Regions from separate parts of the Macaca mulatta genome. Here all the other regions are linked to region 2. The links are chromatin contacts, called in public Hi-C maps. All regions are on one chromosome and are shown on one strand. Each heading gives the region's core, a stretch centred on a gene start, on an enhancer-like site or on the middle of the called end of the contact. The rest is flanking DNA. Distances are from core to core; before and after follow the strand shown.

Region 1 (3,776 bases), core at 347-2,846, 45 kb after region 2:
GAAAGAGAAAACACTGACTACTCAAAGACTTTCTTTTATTAGTACGTGGGCTGGGATGGATGGGAAGGGATAGATGTAGTGGGCAACCATGGTTAGCATCGGATGCCCATCCCAATGGCCATGAATGTGCCAAACGTGCCGCCACTCTGCATCATGGTTTTCCCAATGCCGCCCATCAGCTCTCGACCCCGCATTCCGATCCTGAGGAGGAAACCAAGATGGGGCTATTTGGTAACAAAAATACCAGAAAGAGTATTAACTGCTCCTTTCCAATTTTTTGCTAACACTAGTCTAGCAACCCCTACATCTCATTTTCCACTTACTGGATATTACCTCTTACTACCTGGGGTAGGTAATGAGAAGGAAAAAGATCCATCTGGGTCTCCAGGGAATTCTGGTGGATGTCATATTAACTGCCTTCAGTTTGTGGAAGGCAGCAGATGCAGTGTAAAATACATAGGCAGAGAAACCAGTTTTTTGGACTGGTGTTGCCTGCAGGTTAAATAAGACCCAATAAAGACATCTATCTTTTAGTTTCTTGTTAATGATTTTGGAGTAAGGTTGGGGTTCAAGAGCCACCTCTGCAATTTACACGTAGTGTGAAGTGTAAAATGGGCATCTCATTATTTACAGGATTTTGAAAACTACAGGATTTAGCACAGTGCTTAACATAGAGTAAGTGCTCGGTAAATGGTAATTTACAATCTGGAGATAGAGCAATAACAGCTCCTAAATGTGAAAATGACTTTCAGAGTGTAAAGTTTGACTGCTTTATCTCTGTTGTATCCTGTATCCAGAATAGTAAAACCGCTGAACAAGTTTCTTTCCTCATGCGCAATTGGAAATAAAAATAAAAGCAACAGTAGTAACCAGTTACTGAGCACTTAATATGTGCCAGATTCTGTGCAAAGTGTGCTGATCGAATTTTTAGAACTCTATAAGGTAGACGCTGTCTTCATTCTACACTTAAGGAAACCCAGTCTCCAACTTGCCTAAAGTCACCGAACCAGTAAGAAAAGGGCCAGAAAGCAGTTTGACTCTAAAGCTCAAATTCTTAAGCACTGACCCTTCCAACCTGACCTTTCAGATTGAAGGTGGTTTGGAATGAGTCTGGCTCGCGATGGGACAGAGAGGGAAGTCTAAAGGATTAGGAGGCTGTGTTCAGGCTCCAGGCCGAATGGGGTAGGGCCGGAAGATCTGGTTGTCCTACCCAGAGATCACCGCCCGCGCCCCTCACCTGAGACAGGAAAAGGTGCCGAAGAGCGCCCCGGCCGCCATGCCCACGGCGCAACCCATCACGAAGCCCATCTTGACGCGGTCGAAGCAGCTTGGCTGGGACTGTCCGTAGGGACCCACGGCCACCGGCATCTGCGGGGGATAGGAAAGTGTGGGCCCAGGCGCTGGCCCAAGAGTCGGGCGTGCACGGAGGCGGCAGGCGGGAAGTGGGCCCAAGGGCTCGGGGGAAGTCAGGGAAGGAAAATCCATGGGTAGCCCGACTCCAACACCCTCTTCGCGTTCCGGCCCCGCGTCGCCCTGCGCCTACCTCACCTAGCTCGCGGCCTCGGTCGCTCAGCTCTACGTCTCTCCCGGAAAACGACTGGGAGGGCGCTCGAGGCCCGATGAATCGCTTCCGGATCGCGGGGAAGCACTTCCGGGAGCCTGGGGCCCAGGACCGTAGCAGCTTCGGAAGGTGGGCTCTGCCAGCGGGACCATGCTGCTCCGAGCCGCTTGGAGGCGGGCGGCAGTGGCGGTGACAGCGGCTCCAGGGCCGAAGCCCGCGGCGCCCACTCGGGGGCTGCGCCTGCGCGGTACGCTCGGGTCCCGCTCTCCGGGAGGTGCGGACCTGTCCCCTCCGCGCGGCGACGCAACTGAATATTCCGGAGCCTTCCTGTCCACCCTGCTGCCCAGACTCTCTGACCCTTTCTCTCAAACGACACATCCCTCAGACTTTCTTAGGCGGGTCCCCGAACGGTTGACCCCGGCGCACCACCCCTCGCACCCTGCGCGACAGGCCCCCAGAGCCGTGGAGGCGCGTCCTTCAGACCGCTCCTGGCCAAGTTACAGATGCTGCTCTGGGCTCCCGTGCAGACCGTTAGCTTCGGTCAGAAGGGGCTGCACCTACTCTGGCTCCACGTTCCTTCTAAATGGCTTGGCCCTTTACAGTCTTCCTCCCTAGGAGGCCATTTGAATATCACCTCAACAGCCCCTCCAGGAACCCTCTCTCCCTCTCCTTTACCTCCTTTTACAGCGTGTCAGGTATCTTCTGCTGTTTTCTTTCCATTGAGATTCGACCCCAGCATCCCTTACACTTATCTCACCCCCAGCCAGATTTTTCCTTCTGCCCTTTGGATGCCATGCGTTCATAGTTGCCTTCGGTCTTACTTGGCCACTCCATTCCATTTTTTGTCAGTTGGAGATCATGCTCCTCAGTCTGCTGTTCCCGCAGATACAACCGCTGCCCCGGAGGCGGGGCCAGTGCTGCGACCTCTCTATATGGATGTACAAGCTACAACTCCTCTGGTAAGGATGGAGCTTTTCCCAAGGCTGTTTATTAGGAAGTAAATGATGGGCGTGACCACGCAAAGCAATGGCTGAATCCCTGGAGAAGTGAGAGCCATGAAGGTGTGCTGGAAAAAGCACTGAGCCAGGAGTCAGGAGGCTTAAATTTGAGGCCACTGGCAGTGGCTTTACTACTCACCAGCGATTGACCTTGGTCAAATCACTTCAGCGCAGGCTCTATCGTAGTAGTTGAAAGCATGGGCTCTGGAATGAGCAGAACCACCACTTAGTAACTGTGTGAACTTGGACAAGTTTTAAATGGGTTAAAAGACTAATGCAAGTTTTCACCAGTGTGTGACAAGGGGTATTTGCCTAGGCCCTGTCCTGTCCCAGCCCCTTGTAGATCACATTGCCTGGCGGGAATGGAAACACCAGCAGAAACATGTCGGAACAAGGCAGTGTTTGTAGACTACCTGAGGGGAGGCAGAACGATCTGAGTTGGGATGGGTTGTGAGTGGGAGTGTATTAGGTTGATAGTTGGTGGGTAGTTTTGTGGGAACAAAAGAATGTTTGAGGCCTCCTCTAGGCAGTGCCTGAGGGGTTCAGAGTGTCTTGAGGCAGGGTGGGCAGGTCTGAGGGGTGGAGGGGGACCTGAATTGACTATGGTCTCAAGGAAAATGATCTGTTCTGTTGTGCTCAGGACCCCCGGGTGCTTGATGCCATGCTCCCTTACCTAATCAACTACTATGGGAACCCACACTCCCGGACACATGCATATGGCTGGGAGAGTGAGGCAGCCATGGAACGTGCTCGCCAGGTTAGTACACAGGAGTCTAGGAAGTTCTAAGGTCAGACGGGGCAGTGGCCTGTGGGAGGCATTTCCTTCTTGGTAGGTGTGCATGGATGTAGAAGTGGTTTTGGATTCTTTCTGGAAGAGATTCAGAGAGCAGCCTTGGAGTTTGACTGCAGGCATCTGATTAGTTCCCATATTTCCTGGCTAAATGACTTGGGCAAGTTATCTAATTTCTCTAAGCCTTATTTTCCTCACATTTAAAATGGAGATTCTACTCTGTAGGGTTACTGGGTGGGTTAAATAAGACCATGTTGGTAAAGTGTTTATTAACACAACACCGATAAGTAAGAAGTACTATAAGTAGTAAGAGCTCAATAGTTCTTTTTTTTTTTTTTTTTAAGAGGTGGAGTTTTCACATGTGTTGCCCAGGTTGTAGTGCAGTGGTGCGCAATCTTGGCTCACTGCAACCTCTGCCTCCCAGGTT
Region 2 (3,597 bases), core at 971-3,470:
TTAGAGGTCATGAGCCACCATGCATGGGGATATTTCCTTTTAAACATAAAAAATACTCATTTCAGGAACTTGATTTCTCCAAACGGTGTTTTTTGATGATCTGCTAAGTTGCCATATTGCCTCTGATGGTCCTTGAGCAGAAAACTATTTGAAGGATCTTAAATCATCAAGTGACTTAGAGCTTAAATCCTTTCTCTTTCCAAACAAGAAGTCTAGAGGTTAAGGTCAAATTCTGTCATGTCATGTTCCTAAACAAACGAGAAAAACCAAGTGTCACTTTCATGCTTTCATTTTGCACAACAAGAAGTCATAATACTGGAATTACCGGGGGGCAGGAAGAGACAGCAGAGGTTAGCTTGCTTTTTTTCTGACATATTATGCTTAAATTTTCTGTGATGATTTTTTCTTTTTTTGAGATGGAGTCTTGATCTGTCACCCAGGCTAGAGTGCAATGGCATGATCTCAGCTCACTACAATCTCCGCCTCCCGGGTTCAAGCGATTCTCCTGCCCCAGCCTCCCAAGTAGCTGGGATTGCAGGCGCCTGCCACCATGCCTGGCTAGTTTTTTAATTTTTAGTAGAGACAGGGTTTCGCCATGTTGGTTAGGCTGGTCTTGAACTCCTGACCTCAGGCAGTCCACTCCCGCCGGCCTCCCAAAGTGCTGGGATTAGAGGCATAAGCCACTCCGCCCGGCCTCCAGAGTGAGACTCCGTCTCAGAAATAAAATAAAATAAAAAGAGGATCTGAATTTTCAGGAAAAGGACTAAGAGAGTATTCTAACTATGAAATAACTGTTATTAATAATCCTCTAAGATAAACCCTAACCCGTCTGTAAAGTTAACCTGAGAGTCAAAACCACTTAACATCTATATTTTCTCTAAATAATTTTGTTTAGCAAGAAGTTAGCTCTTTTGAAGATTAAATATTTGCCAGGCGTTTTACAGACGTTATATCGTTTAATCTTCACTATAGCCCTACTGAGCCTTCATTCATCAATTTACTTAGGGTCCACTTGGGCAGACATGCCCTGCTAACCTCTAAAAATTCAGTAGTGAGCATTATCTGCCTTCCTCAGGCTCAAGCCGCTTAGACTAGCTACTAAGTATGTCCTCTTTTAAATCAGGAAATGAAAAATCTGCTCTGAGAGGTTAATTTGCTTGTTCAAGGTCACACAGTGTTGAAGCAGCTAGCTACACTAATCAAGGCGTCTCATTTCGAATCTTTTCTGCTCTTAATCATTAGACTGTTAAGATTAGACGGTAAGATTTTTTGCTTTGAAGAGTTCTTTCCAATTTTTTTCCACCATCTAGGAGAAAACCTCTCACAGTACTGACCAAAGAACAGTGACTAATTCATGCTCTAATTACCAGGCATCTGGAAGACTTCAGGGGAGAGGAGCCAGGTCCCTGGGGGAAGGGGGACTTTTTTTAGTGGGGTGTGTTTTTTTTCCCCCAAATTCTTCAGTAATATTCAGGAAGGGGAACTTTTTTGAAGGAACGGTAGCAACCCTGACACAAGAGGTGATTAAATTCGGGGCACAAAGCTGGTCCCATGCCAAGGGAAGCAGAGTTTATCTTCTCCACCTTTTCTTTGCTTTCCTCCACTATTTCCAAGGTTGTTTCAAAGATCGACAGTGCAGACCGCGCCATTGGCTCCAAATGACTAAGAAATCTATTTTTATTATCTTCCCCTCTCCCCTACCCCTAAAGGTCTCTTCTGGCCTTCTGATACTTTTCCACTTCGTCTCCACCCTTAGCGGATAATCTGAAGATCGCCGTTTTATCCTATCGCCATAACGACTAGGTTGCCTTATGGCGACCTTGACAGCCATCCGGGAGGCCGGAGGGGGCGGTCGGCTGTGCTGGGGGAATCTTCAGATGGCCGTGAAGAGGCGCCACGAGGGGGAGGCGACCGCGGAGCTCCACTCAGCGAGGAGTTCTCTGAAAGATTGACAGGTAGCCTACCAACTGTCTTTACCCTAGAGACCCACTCTGTCTCGCGAGATTTAGGTGCTTACGCGAAGTGGGAGTGAAAGGCGCCTCTCTGAATGGGGGATGGGACTGTCTATGGCGCAATCATTGCGCGAGATTGGGCTACAGTCGCTGGAGCTATACTTAGATCTCGCGATACTTCGGCCTCTCCGATTTGCTGCTTGGGGCAGCTTCTCGCGAGAGCCCGTGCTGAGGGCTCTGTGAGGCCCCGTGTGTTTGTGTGTGTGTATGTGTGCTGGTGAATGTGAGTACAGGGAAGCTGCGGCCGCCATTTCGGGGAGCTTGCCGTCACTGTCGCAGGGGTGGATCCTGAGCTGCCGAAGCCGCCGTCCTGCTCTCCCGCGTGGGCTTCTCTAATTCCATTGTTTTTTTTAGATTCGCTCGGGCCTAGCCGTCCTCGGAGCCCGATATTCGGGCTGGGCGGTTCCGCGGCCTGGGCCTAGGGGCTTAACAGTAGCAACAGAAGCGGCAGCGGCGGCGGCGGCGGCGGCGGCAGCAGCAGCAGCAGCAGCAGCAGAAGTCTCTTCCCGAAGACGAGCACCACAGGCGTCCGAAAGCCGGAGCAGGTACAGGGGCGTTGCGGACCCGCGTATTATCCCAGCTTTCTCGAGGTTTGGCTCCCTTTTGGGCTGAGGGGCGCTCTTGGCGGTCTTTAGCGACCGGGGTGAGGGGTGGTTTTCGAGAAATCGGCCCTGTTTCAGTGACCGCGCCCTTATTTTCCGGTCGGGTAGAGTCTGGATTCTTGGGGTGGCAGGGACCTCTGAGAGGCCTCTGTAGATTGGTGACCTGTCTCCTTCGAGGCCTGGGCCGGCCGCGACCTCCCAACATGGCGCCAGTTGAACGCTGCCTTGGCTCATAACCCCTCCCAATGGAGGGAGTTTCCCTTTGCCCCTAAAATGGCAGCGCGGGTTTTTGCGCGGAAAGAGGCGCTCTCGTTCGGGTCTCCCAGTTTCTGTTTTTGGAGTTGATCGCAGGGTGTTAAATATTGGACATTGAAGTCTTCATTTTCGTGTCTTTGGTGTAAGAGGCGTTTTGGATTTACTTACATAAGCCAAACCTGGTTAAAGTGCGTGTCAGTTTAGTCATTCATTGTAGGGCTTTTGGAGGTTTTTCTTAAGTTTTCCAGTGTGTCGGCTGAGAAAATTCAGTCGATTTGAAAAGCGTTTACCAGGCCGGCCGCGGTGGCTCACGCCTGTAATCGCAGCACTTTGGGAGGTAGAGGCAGGCGGATCACTTGAGGTCAGGAGTTCGAGACCAACCTCATCAACATGGTGAAACCCCGTCTCTATTAAAAATACAAAAATTAGCCGGGTGTGGTGGCAGGCGCCTGTGATCCCAGCTATTCGGGAGGTGAGGTAGGAGGATCGCTTGAACCCGGGAGGCGGAGCTTGCAGTGAGCCGAGATCGCGCCACTGCACTTCAGCCTGGGCAACTAGAGCGAAACTCCGTATCAAAAAAAAGAAAGACAAATAAAAATGTTTACTCACCGAATCGTCTTGTTCTTTTCCTAGGCGTTTAGAGAAAATGGCAGACGATATTGATATTGAAGCAATGCTTGAGGCTCCTTACAAGAAGGTGAGAAAAAACATGTCGGTGAGGTTTATAA
Region 3 (3,792 bases), core at 797-3,296, 40 kb before region 2:
CAATTTCCCCACCGACACCCTAGGGACAAGAACAAAAAGAGTATCCAAGGAATTCCTCCAAATGACATATTTTCTTCATAAAAGATAGTAATAAGGCCAATGTACGGAAGAAGCTTATAGGTTAGAAGCAGTGCTGGAGAAATCTGAGAGTTTTGTTTGTTTTTGTTTTCCAGCACAAGGAGATAAAAGCAAAGGAGAAAACAGTATGCACCCAAACAGAATCTTAGGTCTTCTATGAAGTAAACCACCAGGAGGATTCAGAGTCCTGTGATTAACCAAAGAAATGGTTTCCACTTTGAATCCAGCCCTGGGGGCTGAGGCACTCCTAGACTTGAGGCCACCTCCAGCACAAGGAAAATCTGTATAGCCACTACATAAACAGAACAGTTCCGGAGAAAGACAGAAACCAGAAAAATGTTTGGGGATTGGGCAAGCCAAAAGAGAAGAGATCCGGTTAGCGGAAAGATAAAAGACAGGCCTATGAAAAACAATGTGCAGGTAGCCCTTTAGGAGAGGAATCCTTCCCTGGAGGGAGAGGAGAATTCAGGAGGCGTGACTCTGGAAAGTGTGCTCTGAAAAAAAGGCCGCAGGAGCAGAGAGAAAAGTGCCGTGCTGAACAAAGATACGCACTCGCCAGAGGAGGGAAGAGGAAATGGGTACGCTGACCAGACTGGGAGAGCACCTCAAGGGGAATGTGGCTCCAAAAATGGAAGGAAACTGAGGAATGAAAATGTCTTGGATGACAGAAAAGCTAAAAAGGGTAGGAAGCCATGCTCAAAACCACAGACCATTCGCCACCTGGAAATGAGAGGACTCAGAAAAAGGTGTGCCCCCCAAATTTAAGAAGCATCTGGAAAGTGGCTGCACTCTGAGAGTTGTAGAACTAAAAGGGGTTCACCTCGTACATTTGAGGGGCACAAGAAATAAATATACTCCCAGATATGAAAATGAGTCTCCCTCAGGAAATAAGGTAGTTTGATTTGGGGAACACGTGAAAAGTGTGTAACCCCAAGAATACAGTCTCGGGAGAAGGCAGTGAATTCCCTTATTTGTGAAACTGGAAATAAGTACTCATAAACTTCAGAATTTGGACATCGTTTTCGGCCCAACCTCAGATTTGAAGGGCTGAGGAAAGGAAGTGGCCCCTAAATGTAAGAAATTCCTGAAGGCATGCTGTCAGATTTGGGACCTGGAAAAGGGGGATTCTTCTTTGGAGTGGTGGGGATACAAGAAAGTATCCCAAAACTTTGGCTAATGGACCCCAGATCTGAAGACCCGATAACAGGGTGAACCTCTAAATTGGAACGGAAACGCAGAATCAGATTGGAGGCCCGAAAAAAGGAGTGTGCTTCCACTTTGGGGGCTGAGGTTAGAGGGCACACCTTCAATTCGCGGGGGGCTTTAGAAATTTAGATAAAATTCCAGAGCTAGAGCTTAAGAAAGGGGGTGTGCCGCCCAGTTTTCAAAACTATAGAGAAAAGGGACACTCCCATATTTGGGGTCTTGAGAAAGGAATGTGCTCCCCGGAATAGCATAAAAAAGCCAATTTTAAAAAAACGTATCCCCAAAGCACAGGGCAACAGCAGAGGCTGCTGATGAGGCTCTAGGGGCCCACACAGCTCAGGCTCGGTCCCTAGCGCTCACCCGCACCCCCAACACGGCCCGCTCCGCGCCCCGGGCCCGCACCCCACGGCCCAGCCCCCTCGGGCGGCGCTGATTGGCGGCAGCCGCCGTCACTCTTGAGGGTAGCCCCGGGGATTGGGCACCGCTCGCACGCCCGCCACGCTCTCAGCAGCAGTCCCAGGGCCTCCCTCCAGGCTGGGCGAGCGGGGCCAGGCGGGGAGCGGGGCCGGGCAGGGGACCGGAGCAGCCGTGGCGTCCGTCGCCGTCCCCGTCCGCACGGCGCGCGCGCAGCGCGGGCCCGGCCCGACCCGGCCCCGGCCAGCCGGCTTCGCCTCGCCGAGCCTCGCCGCGAGCTCACCTCACGGCCCCACTCCGGCTGCGCCGCTCCAGGACCAACCGACAGAAGGACTCTGCGTGCTCTACACCACGTGACCCCCGGGACGCGCCCAGCGTATCCCCCGCCCCCCACACAGACGCATCATCGCCACCACCGAGTGACGTAAGGTCCCAGCGGCCCCGCCCCCTGCCCTGTCCGCCCGATCACCGTGGCAACCGCCTGCGCAGGCCACGCCCACTGCCCTGACGCGCGGGAAACAGGTCCGCGCCCTATCAGAAACACGAAGCCCCTACTCACTCGTAATCACTGAGATCTCGGAAGCCGGGGAATGGACGCTATCCATCACCCGTTAATTTTGCCACCTACATGTGTCTCAAAGCTTCCCACTTCTCCATCGAAGCGACCACCATCTCTCCAAGATGACGGTGGTCTCCACCCTATTACTCTTTGCCGTTCTAATCCATTCTTCGTACACAGGCAGAGAGGTCTTTTCAAAACGCCATCCCCTGCTCAAAGCCCGTTTCCCTCCCTACTCCTAATTAAGATCTAACTCTTCACCTAGAGTATCTACCAGGCTCTTCAAAGTCTGGACCTGACCTGCCGCTTTCTTGTCCTCACACATCCAGCTCCCCCACATTCTCAGCGTCCTTCAACTCCGCCAACAATCCAGGTTCTTCTCACCTCAGAGCCTTTGCACTCTTTTTCTCCCCCACTTTATCATTAACACCTAGAAAGGTTTCCAATTGCTGCTAAGGATAAGGAGCTATATTTTGCCTGGGGACGAAGGTCGGAGTTGAAGCCATCCCGAAAGAATATGAGGCCAGGAGCAGTGGCTCACGCCTGTAATTCCAACACTTTGAGAGGCTGAGATGGGTAGATCACTTGAGCTCACGAGTTCAAGTCCAGCCTGAGCAACATAGCCAGACCCCCCCCCACCTCTCTCCAAGAAATACAACAATTAGCCAGGCGTGAACGTGCGCACTTGTGGCCCCAGCTCAACCTTCTGAGTAGCTGGGACTGCCGGCCCATGCCACCATGCCTGGCGAATTTTTTTTTTTTTTAGACACGGTCTCAGTGTGTCACCCAGGCTGGAGTGCAGTGGCTCAGTCTTGGCTCATCATAACCTCCACCTCCTAGGCCCAAGCAATTCTCCCACCTCAGTCTCCCTGATAGCTGGGACCACAGGTGTGCACCACCAAGCCTGGCTAATTTTTGCATTTTTTTGTAGAGATGCAGTATCACCATGTTGCCCAGGCTGGTCTTGAATTCCTGGGCTCAAGCAGTCCACCCACCTTAGCCTCCTAGAGTGCTGGAATTAACATCGTGCTCAGCCAATTTTTTTTTTTTTTTTTGAGACGGAGTCTCACTCTGTAGCCCAAGCTGTGCAATGGTGCAATCTTGGCTTACTGCAACCTCCGCCTCCCGGGTTCAAGCAATTCTCTGCCTCAGCCTCAGGAGTAGCTGGAATTACAGGTGCACGCCGCCACATCCAGCTAATTTTTTGTATTTTTTTTTTTTTTTAGTAGAGACGGGGTTTCACCATCTTGATGAGGCTGGTCTTGAACTCCTGCCCTCATAATCTGCCCACCTCAGCCTCCTAAAGTGCTGGGATTACAGGCGTGAGCCACTGCACCCGACTCAGTTTTTTGTTTTTGTTTTTGTTTTTGTTTTAGAGACAGGGTTTCACTTTGTTGCCCAGGCTGGTCTCAAACTCCTTGGCTCAAGTGATCCTCCTGCCTCAGCCTCCAGAAATGCTGGAATTACAGGCCTCAGCCAGCAAATCCAGCTTGAGAAGTGCTTTTTAAACCAGGGCTGGAGACTAAGGAGGGTAT

The links. A called contact is a pair of places that touch in the nucleus more often than the background predicts.
Region 1: a Hi-C map of fetal cortex germinal zone shows a contact between it and region 2, with 1.8 times the contacts expected there. The contact joins the promoter of ROMO1 here to the promoter of RBM39 in region 2. A contact is called at or near these places in 3 of 14 Hi-C or Micro-C datasets (cortical neurons, fetal cortex germinal zone and liver).
Region 3: a Hi-C map of fetal cortex germinal zone shows a contact between it and region 2, with 1.7 times the contacts expected there. The contact joins the promoter of PHF20 here to the promoter of RBM39 in region 2. A contact is called at or near these places in 2 of 14 Hi-C or Micro-C datasets (cortical neurons and fetal cortex germinal zone).

Annotation. Positions count from the first base shown.
Region 1 is chr10:88,512,747-88,516,522 of T2T-MMU8v2.0, reverse strand. ROMO1 (reactive oxygen species modulator 1) reads right to left here and starts at 1,596. Exons shown (of 3, transcript NM_001190916.1): 1 at 1,544-1,596; 2 at 1,238-1,368; 3 at 19-201. The coding sequence starts at 1,368. The coding sequence ends at 93. NFS1 (NFS1 cysteine desulfurase) reads left to right here and starts at 1,648. Exons shown (of 12, transcript XM_077951752.1): 1 at 1,648-1,808; 2 at 2,411-2,520; 3 at 3,200-3,316. The coding sequence starts at 1,712.
Region 2 is chr10:88,558,716-88,562,312 of T2T-MMU8v2.0, reverse strand. It overlaps RBM39 (RNA binding motif protein 39), which reads left to right and starts at 2,220. Exons shown (of 18, transcript XM_077951748.1): 1 at 2,220-2,557; 2 at 3,503-3,566.
Region 3 is chr10:88,597,923-88,601,714 of T2T-MMU8v2.0, reverse strand. It overlaps PHF20 (PHD finger protein 20), which reads right to left and starts at 2,046. Exons shown (of 17, transcript XM_077951704.1): 1 at 1,982-2,046.